Linked DNA regions of Mus musculus: region 2 is linked to region 1. The links are chromatin contacts, called in public promoter capture Hi-C maps. All regions are on one chromosome and are shown on one strand. Each heading gives the region's core, a stretch centred on a gene start, on an enhancer-like site or on the middle of the called end of the contact. The rest is flanking DNA. Distances are from core to core; before and after follow the strand shown.

The links. Promoter capture Hi-C pulls out the DNA fragments that hold promoters and counts their contacts.
Region 2: a contact with region 1 is called in a promoter capture Hi-C map of pre-B cells. The contact joins the promoter of Taf2 here to the promoter of Drosha in region 1. A contact is called at or near these places in 3 of 39 promoter capture datasets (cranial neural crest, pre-B cells and second pharyngeal arch cranial neural crest).

The regions. Positions count from the first base shown.
Region 1 is chr15:12,822,632-12,827,299 of GRCm38.p6, reverse strand. Drosha (drosha, ribonuclease type III) reads right to left here and starts at 2,485. Exons shown (of 35, transcript NM_026799.3): 1 at 2,362-2,485; 2 at 1,133-1,235; 3 at 8-73. The coding sequence starts at 24. It overlaps 6030458C11Rik (RIKEN cDNA 6030458C11 gene), which reads left to right and starts at 2,643. Exons shown (of 9, transcript NM_029998.3): 1 at 2,643-2,833; 2 at 3,594-3,739. The coding sequence starts at 2,753.
Region 2 is chr15:55,069,627-55,074,294 of GRCm38.p6, reverse strand. Taf2 (TATA-box binding protein associated factor 2) reads left to right here and starts at 2,143. Exons shown (of 26, transcript NM_001081288.1): 1 at 2,143-2,448; 2 at 2,848-2,902. The coding sequence starts at 2,366.

The DNA.
Region 1 (4,668 bases), core at 1,236-3,735:
CACTTACCACGTATTGCCTTGCATCTCGATGCGTCCTGTAGAAAGGCTACATCTTCCGCTCACGATGTAGGTTCTACAAGACAGAAAAGGTTTAAACACATTTCTAAAACTGCCAGTGCTAAAAATGAGAGGAGGGGGCGTTTTTGTTTACAAAATTTATAAAACTACCTTATCAGTAATTTTAGCCTATTCACAAAATCAGGATTTGTATTCACAAAATACTGAGCTATTGTCCATTTTCCAAGCAAACTGCCTGCTGTCCTTATTAGCTGGACAGTTGTGCTAGCCCAAAACTATCCATTGCTAAGATGACCAAAAGCAGCCACCTCCAGTCTCTGGTTTAGTAAAAGACTTAAGGAAAGACGTCCTCCATCCTCCACAGACAAATTTCCCTTCACTGTAGAGCTAGGATCAAACCAACACACACACACACACAGAAAAATCCCAGTGAAACCTGAATTCAATTTCAAATACAGCCACAACCTGACTAACCAACAGTGACCATTCTTCATTCTTTACTTTGTTCTCAGTTCTTCCCACAGAACATTGTAAACACAAATGAACTTCCACAAAGTGCTTTCTCTCTCTCTCTCTCTCTCTCTCTCTCTCTCACACACACACACACACACACACACACACACACATTGGGCTATCCCAACACTGCAGAGGCAGAAACAAGCAGGCAGCCTGGTCTACAGAACTAAAATTCCAGGACAGCCAAGGCCCAATAAAAAACAGCTACCAAATAATAAGATAAATGGTTGCTCCTCAATCCAATACTCTCATGATTAAACTTGGGACTCAAAGAGCTACTGCTGGTACCACAGGCTACTCACAGTATTGAGTACAAACACCACGCTTGGCATTGGAGGCCCTACAGAACCTGAACCCAACTTTCCCAGGCTTATCACCTGATTTCTTTCTCCAAAGCCCCTCTTAGCCCATACTTTCCAGGTCAGTTAGCATAGCAAGCACTAACAGGAAACGTCTTTGCTTCTGCTCTCCCTTACTTGGCCAGTGAATTCCTACCGATCCACTAACCTCTTGTGAAGAACTGACTTCCCTTGGGAACGCAAGCTCACTCCTAGATTGCTACTGCTTAGTGTAGACTCACTTCTTTTACGGAGCTTACCAGAATCTGCCGTCTGTGACAGTCGTGTGTGCCCATGTTGAACTCCTCCGGCATGTCCGTGAATCAAGGGTTCATTCAGTCATTCCTGCAGGATTCACAGTCTCTGCACACAGTAAACCGCAGGCAAGTTTGACTCTCCCTCATTGTGCATGCCTCTAAGTCACTACAATTCCCTTCCACCGCTCCCCACAAATACGCGTTTTCAAAACCACCTGGGAGGTATACATTCACCGATTCCATCACTTACTGAGCCAGCACACGTGAGACGCTTTCCCAAGCTCTGTAGGCTCAAAGATTATAAGGCACACAAGCCTGCAGAGTTCAAGGATCGCAAAACCCATATACAAATGTTTATATAATAACAACAGTAATACGATGTCCCGAACACTATAAAAAGAAAAACGCGATGTGATAAATACAATAAAGTAAGGATGTAGAGAGTCCTGGAGAATAAAAAGGACTCTACTGAAGCTAGAGGTGGACAACAGTCAGGGAATTAACACCTCTCCACAGTGAGAAAACGGCACACTCCGTTAGAGAAGCTAGACAAAGGCCCTGGCAGTGGTGGCGCACGCCTTTAAACCCAGAACTTGGGAGGCAGAGGCAGGCGGATTTCTGAGTTCGAGGCCAGCCTGGTCTACACGGTGAGTTCTAGGACAGCCAGGGCTACACAGAGAAACCCTGTTTCAACACACACTCCCCTCCAAAAATAAAAGCTAGATACTGTACCACTGTACTATGGATGCGAAGTTCAAATCAATGAATTTAATGCAAGTGGGAAATACCTATTCTTGGGATGCCCTTTGAAAGCAGGGAAACCGAGGGCGCGATTCTGAACAGTTTACTCGTCCAGGACCGACGACACACAAGACTTGCAAGGTGTGCCTTTAAGTCACTGAAAACCCCGCACTTTCCCCAGGTTCAACCTGCAGCCCGGCCTCCTGCTGGATGAAGAGCACGTTGGCTGGTTTGCATCTCCCGCCAGCCTGCGAGGTTAAGTACGGGACTCCGGGACTCGCCTCCCCCCGCAAGCCGGGCGGCCCCGCGCCTGGACCACGGCTCGCGCTTCGCAAATAGATGAAAGGCTTCCTATCTACGGGATCTGTACCGGGTCGCTCTTTTCCCCCTGGCCGCAGAGCTGCCCCGAAGCCACCCAGACCCAACTCCCAGGATCGTTTAGGTCGATACTCGTTCTCTGAAAACCCATCAGGCGCCCCCCGTCTACCTACAGAGAGTCCCGGGGTCGCCGCCATCAAAGCCCAGCCTGGTTACTATAACACCCTCCACGGCTGAGGCGCCACCCACGCCTCCGGAACAGGAAGCCCCGGGAATTAAAAGGCAAACCGGAGAAATCCGGACCTGGGGAGGGAAAACTCTCCGGAGCGCGTCGCAGCACCTTTTGCACCGTGATTGGCGGATCAGCGAGAGTGACGGACGTATAGACCAATCGACATTGTCTACAGGTCTCACACTCGCCCTTCCACCGTGTCGTCCTCCAATCCGGAAGCGCAACCGGGTGAGCGCGCGTTTCCGCCGCGATCGTGCCTTGGGGGCGCGCGGCTTCGGGCAGCCGGGCTCCTCTCCCGCGTGTCCCGCGGCCTCCCTGAGACGCGCGGAGACATGAGTGACACCGGAGGCGACCGCGCGCGACTCAGGCGCTACACCAAGCTCCCGGTGTGGGTGGTGGAGGATCACCAGGAGGTGAGCGGGCGACACAAGCCACGGAGCCCTGGCAGGAGGGATTCGAACCCTAGCAGCCTGCAGAGGCTTGACCAGCACCTAACGCTGGCTGCAGCCTGTCCCCCACCACCACCAACGTCATCATCCCACGGTTTAACGAGAGGGTTAGCCAGGACCTGAGGGACCATAATCGTAGCTCGTGTCATATGAAGAGGAAAGCCTTCAGCGCTTATTAATGTACAACATGGCAGTGCAGTCGTAAAGTGGGTAGACTTCTGGAAGACGACCTAGCAAGTCTGGATTTGTTTATAGGACCCCTGGAGGGTCTCTGGATATAAAACAAAAGGGATCAAGAGTGAAGCTCTGCGATACACCCCTTCCCCCAGGAAAAGTGGGTTATTTACTGATGGAGAAAGTTAAAGGAGGAAAGAAAGAAGATCTCTGAGACAAACCCAACTTTGGGTTACTCTGTGCTTTTTAATTTGTTGGTAAACTTGGATGTATAGCATGTAGGAGGAAAAAGTCATCTAGTCCCACTTCACCATCCTAAAGGGACAGAAAATGCCCTAAAACTTAGAGTACCTGGAACACAGTTTAATGCTAGAGTGAGTGGTTGGAGATTATCATCAGAAACCATCTATGGTAAAGCTTTTTTTTTTTTTTTTTTTTTTTTTTTAATGTTCCCATGTTTGACCACTTGATGCACTTCAGGTTGGTGCAGTTTCTTGTTTTGTCTGCACTTGACAGTGTGCAGTTCTCACTGTGTGTGTCTGTATTACAGGTTCTGCCTTTCATATACCGGGCCATAGGTTCGAAGCATCTTCCTGACAGTAATATAAGTTTCTTACATTTGGACTCCCACCCAGACCTCCTTATCCCTGTGAACATGCCAGCAGACACTGTGTTTGATAAGGAAGCACTCTTTGGGTAATGTGACTTTTTTTTTAGTCATATTTTATGTATTTGAAATACAACATATAGCAGATGATAAACAAGAGATTTTGCTACACTCACATTTGCATTTTTTGTTTGTTTGCTTGCCTTTTAAATTTTTATTTAGAACATTTTTTTTTCTACCCACTAAAAGAGCCAAATAGGGATCAGGTGCGATGGCTGATCCCTGTGATCCCAGCCCTTGGAACGCTGAGGCAGGAGAATTACAGTTTGAGGAGAGCCAGGGCTACATTGAAGCCTATTTATGGTTAAGTGTTGTCAAGATGCTTGGCAGAGTCTAGAATTATCTGAGAAGTCGGTTGCAGGGCTTGCCTGTGGAGGATTATCTTGATTGGATTAATAGAGACCACTCCCTTGTGACCACCACTTGTGAGTTTTTGGGTCCATTCTTTTTCAAACCCCCACACATTCCTACCCTTGATAACTAATATCTTAGTGTACTGGTGGGTTTTGTGTGTCAACTTGACACAGGCTAGAGTTATCACAGAGAAAGGAGCTTCAGTTGAGGAAATGCCTCCATGAGATCCAGCTGTAAGGCATTTTCTCAATTAGTGATCAAGGGGGAAAGGCCCCTTGTGGGTGGTGCCATCTCTGGACTGGTAGTCTTGGTTCGATAAGAGAGCAGGCTGAGCAAGCCAGGGGAAGCAAGCCAGTAAAGAACATCCCTCCATGGCCTCTGCATCAGCTGCTGCTTCCTGAACCTGCGTGAGTTCCAGTCCTGTCTTCCTTTGGTGAAGGTGAAGAGCAATGTGGAGGTGTAAGCTGAATAAACCCTTTCCTCCCCGACTTGTTTTTTTGGCCATTTTATTTTGTGGAGGAACACAAACCCTGACTAAGACACTCTCCCACTGAGGCCCAACAAAGCTGCCCTGTTGGGAAACAGATTCCACCGCCAGGCTACA
Region 2 (4,668 bases), core at 894-3,393, about 42 Mb before region 1:
CCAGTGGGAATCAATTGAGGTCATGTTAACAGTTGGCTTAAAGTAGTGGTTCTCAACTTTCTTTTTTCTTTTCTCTCTGTAGCCCTGGCTGTCCTGGAACTCACTCTGTAGACTAGGCTGGCCTTGAACTCAGTAATCTGCCTGCCTCTGCCTCCCAAGTGCTGGGATTAAAGGTGTGCACCACCACGCCCTGCCAGTTCTCCACTTTCTTAATGTTACAACCCGTTAATACTGTTCGTGTGTTGACCTCAACCATAAAATTATTTTCAGTGCGACTTCATAACTGTACCTTTGCTGTTATGAATTGGAACCTAACTATCTGATGTGCACATCTGTACATTTTACTACGGGACCCTGTCAAAAGAGTCTTTTGACCCCTCAAAAGGTCATGATGCACAAATTGAGAGCCACTGGCCTAAGGATTGACCCCAACAGCGATTCAACCAGACCACAGGCCTGTCAACCATACGTGTGTGTATCTATATTTATATGGACTTTTGTGTCCTGTAGTGATGTTGAGACAGTCGCATCCACCTTTCTAGAAGAAGCCAGTGAGACCACAGATGGTTATGTTACTTTCCAGCTTCCTGAGCAAAGATTTTTAGCAGATTGGCACCTCCGTGGAAAAAAAAAAAGCAAGTTTTCCCCAGTCTATCTTTTTTTTTAAAGTTTATTTATTATTTATTTTTTATGTATATGAATACACTGTAGCTGTATTGATGGTTGTGAGCTGTCATGTGGTTGCTGGGAATTTGAATTTAGGACCTCTGTTCGCTCTGGTTGACCTCTCTCACTTCAGCTTGGCCCTGCTCACTCCTGCTTAAAGATTTATTTATTATTATATGTAAGTACACTGTAGCTGTCTTCAGACACCCTAGAAGAGGGCATCAGATCTCATTACAGATGGTTGTGAGCCACCATGTGGTTGCTGGGATTTGAACTCAGGACCTTCGGAAGAGCAGTCAGTGCTCTTAACCGCTGAGCCATCTCTCCAGCCCTCTTTTTTTTTTTTTTAAATATTTATTTATTTATCTATCTATTTATTTATTTATTATATGTAAGTACACTGTAGCTGTCTTCAGACACTCCAGAAGAGAGCATCAGATTTTGTTATGGATGGTTGTGAGCCACCATGTGGTTGCTGGGGTTTGAACTCAGGACCTTTGGAAGAGCTGTCGGTGCTCTTAACCACTGAGGTATCTCACCAGCCCCCCCAGTCTATCTTTAAAACAACAGTTTCCACTGGGTATGATTATCACTGCACTTCATTCACCTGCATTTCTGAGAAGATTGCAACTTGGAACAAGCCTACTGCTACCTTGAGGGAATTGTAAAAAATTATAAGTCTGACGATGGTCCCAGCAAATGAGAACGCTTGAGGAAGTGGTCCTGCATAAAGATTGTGTAAGCCATTTATGAGCTCTGCCTTTACTTTGTGTGGGTTTAATAAATAAATGTTCATTGGGAAAAACGAAGTCTAGTTTTGGAAGGTTTAATAAAGTTATGGCTTTATTTTCCTAATTGGTTTTGTTTAGACGAAAAGTTCAAATTAATTTAAAGTCAGCTAACGACCTTGTCAGGAGTAAAAAAGATAGGTGGAGTGAAATCTGTGCAGGTGGGAAAATGTTAATGGACAATACTCTAACGGAATTAACGGACATTGGTTTGCATCTTTAACCCTCAAGAATAGAAAATCCACAGCTTCAAAAATGTCAAAAAGAAAATCTGTTAATTCATAAGACAAATACGGAGGCCATGGGACTTCTGGCTTGAGAGTTCCCTGCGGTCTGATTACACATTTGGAGTTTAAACCACAAGGTCCAAATGGGTGAGTTTGTTCTTGACAGCAATGGTTTCGGGACCATTACTAGGTCCTAGTCCCTCGCCCCTTCCATCCCTTCTTGTCTTCCACAAGCACGATTCGCCTAACACTTAACGTCCCTTCCTTCCTTCCCCATCTTCCTTTTCTCACCCAGTAAATCTTCCCTCTGCTCTCTTAATTTTAGAAATAGTTTTGAGACAAAGGAGAAAAGCCAGACGAGAAATCCCAAACTTATCGTGCAAACCCCGCCCACTCACGCCCGGACAAGACTTCCGGGTTCTGCCTCCGCGGCCGCGCCACTTCCTCTGACGTCACCGGTCAGAGGTGACCGGCAAGATGTCCGCAGGCGGCGGCGGCCGCTTAGAGCTCCTGTAGCGCGGCTCATCTGTGTGACAGGGGCCGGGCGGAGGCGGCTGAGAGTGGTCGGGGAGGGGACAGGAGGCGGAGGACGGGTGGCTAGGCGCTCCGGGTGCACGGGCCGCTACCGGGAATGCGCTGCAGCGCCCCGTGCAGCCTGAAAGGCGAGCCCCGCAGGAGCTCTTCATGCCGCCCACCGGCTTAGAGTCCTCCAGGATGAACAGGAAGAAAGGAGACAAGGGCTTCGAAAGCCCACGGCCGTACAAATTATAAGTACCTTTCCCCTACTCCGTTTCTCGCCCTGCTCTGATTTTGTTTTCATTGATTCTGTGAGTGACTTGATGAGTCCGGGAAACTAGTGGGAAATTAGAGCCCACTCCAGGGGACATGATGTTTGTAGGGTGAAACGGTTTTGAATAATTGTTCAGCATACTCCTTCCCCGCCCACGGGCTCATAAACCTTTCTTAAAGTACCGCTATATTTTTTTGTCAAGACAAACCTTTTCATGGCTGTTGCTCGATTTAAAATAAGCAGGTTACTCATTTTGTAGAATTCGAAGACAAACTACTGTGTGGTTTTTGAGCGGCTCAGTATATAGTCCCTATTCGTACTTAGATTTATGCTTTCATATAATAATAGTCGTTTCTTTCTTTTTTTTTATATATACAACCCATCAGGTCGTCTGTATCAACAACATAAACTTCCAGCGAAAATCAGTTGTGGTAAGATCACTCCCGGTCATCATAAGTCAGCCTTTCACAGTTCTTGGGGGGGATTCTATAGTCTTCCAGATTATATGGTGCCCCAGAATAAGACATAAGAATTCAAGTCTAGTTTGCTATACATGCTGTTCTCTGTTCTCCCCACCTTTTCCCATTTCCTGATTAAAATGTTCAAATATGCTAAGTATATTGTGCAATAGGAAGTCTTTATAGTCAAACACCTTCACATTGTGCATTAGACAGGACAGCCTGTAGTCATAGCAGTCTTAGATTCAGCTGTTCATTTATGGAGTGTCATTTGGAATATTTGTCACACATTGCTATTTGGGGATAGAACGTGAAAACATTAGGGAGTATTTGTAATTTAAGTTTTTACTTCAGCAGTATAGGAAACTCATGATACCTCTCAGTGAAGCTTAGCATTATTAGAGTCAACGTGATTGATAGAATTATACTGTGTTAGTTGAATTGCTCTTGTCTATAAGACATTCCTTTTTTGTTGTTGTTGTTGTTTTGTTTTTTGTTTTTCAAGACAGGGTTTCTCTGTATAGCCCTGGCTGTCCTAGAACTCACTCTGTAGACCAGGCTGGCCTTGAACTCAGAAATCCGCCTGTCTCTGCCTCCCAAGTGCTGGGATTAAAGCATGCACTACCACTGCCCGGCTATAAGACATTCCTTAAGGGATATGTATATTAACCCATTGATTCTTCACTGTAATCTCTTGACACAGATAAGATTTAAGTCCCAGCTCTTCCCCCCCCCCCATCCTGCTTGCTCTGGCCATATTTATTTCATATATGTGGGTACACTGTCACTGTCTTCAGACACAGCAGAAGACAGCATCGGATGCCCATTGCAGATGGTTGTGAGCTACCATGTGAATTGAACTCTGGACCTCTGGAAGAGCAGTGGGTGCTCTTAACTGTTGAGCCATCTCTCCAGCCCCCTCAGTCCAAATTTTATGAATGAGGGAGCTGAGTGTATACAGGTAAAGGGAAAATGGGTAAATAACGTATTGGTAGAAGAACAAAGCTACTGCCTACATGTAGCCCAGCAAAAGAGCCTCTGGTGGACATTGTTCACATGTTTGTGCTGTTACTTTCTGTAATCCACAAGAGAATATGCTTGCTTGCATTTAGTATCCTGGAATAGAGAAATGAACAGTCCACCTTTTCCACCATAATAGCCCTTACTTCACTGGGTAGGGACCCATTATTATAACTTATAGGGCTAAACAAGTAAGCATTAGTCCTATTCTAATAGACTTGATCTATAATATCATTTAGTTACGTGACCTCTAAATACTTCCTGCTTGACTACTGGACTGTAGGGATGTTTGAGAGTTCAGATGTTCAATTCAGAAGAACCAAGATTTGATAATATCAGCAAGGTTTGGTGAGGCTTTTTGTTTTGTTTTTGTTCTCAGAACAGATAGTGTCCTGGCATACTGTTGCAGATCCTTCTGGCTATTCTGAGAAAATAGATTCAGGAGGCCGTGTGGTAGAGAGTGGTTTTCCACTTAACACAGAAGCCTCTATTCTAGGGCTGTGAACTGGCTTAGGACTAGAAATTATAAATCATCTCTACTGCTGTAGCACTGTGAGGCATTTTTCCCCCCCCAGAAGACCTAGAATTTTTTCTGTTTACTGGGCAACCCCATCAAAAACTATCTGTTTATATCTTTCTTCAGCACCTGATAATGAGTGAACTATGAAGTTAGTTCTGTGGGTCAGAATACTATGTTTAAGATGGTACAGTGGTACAAT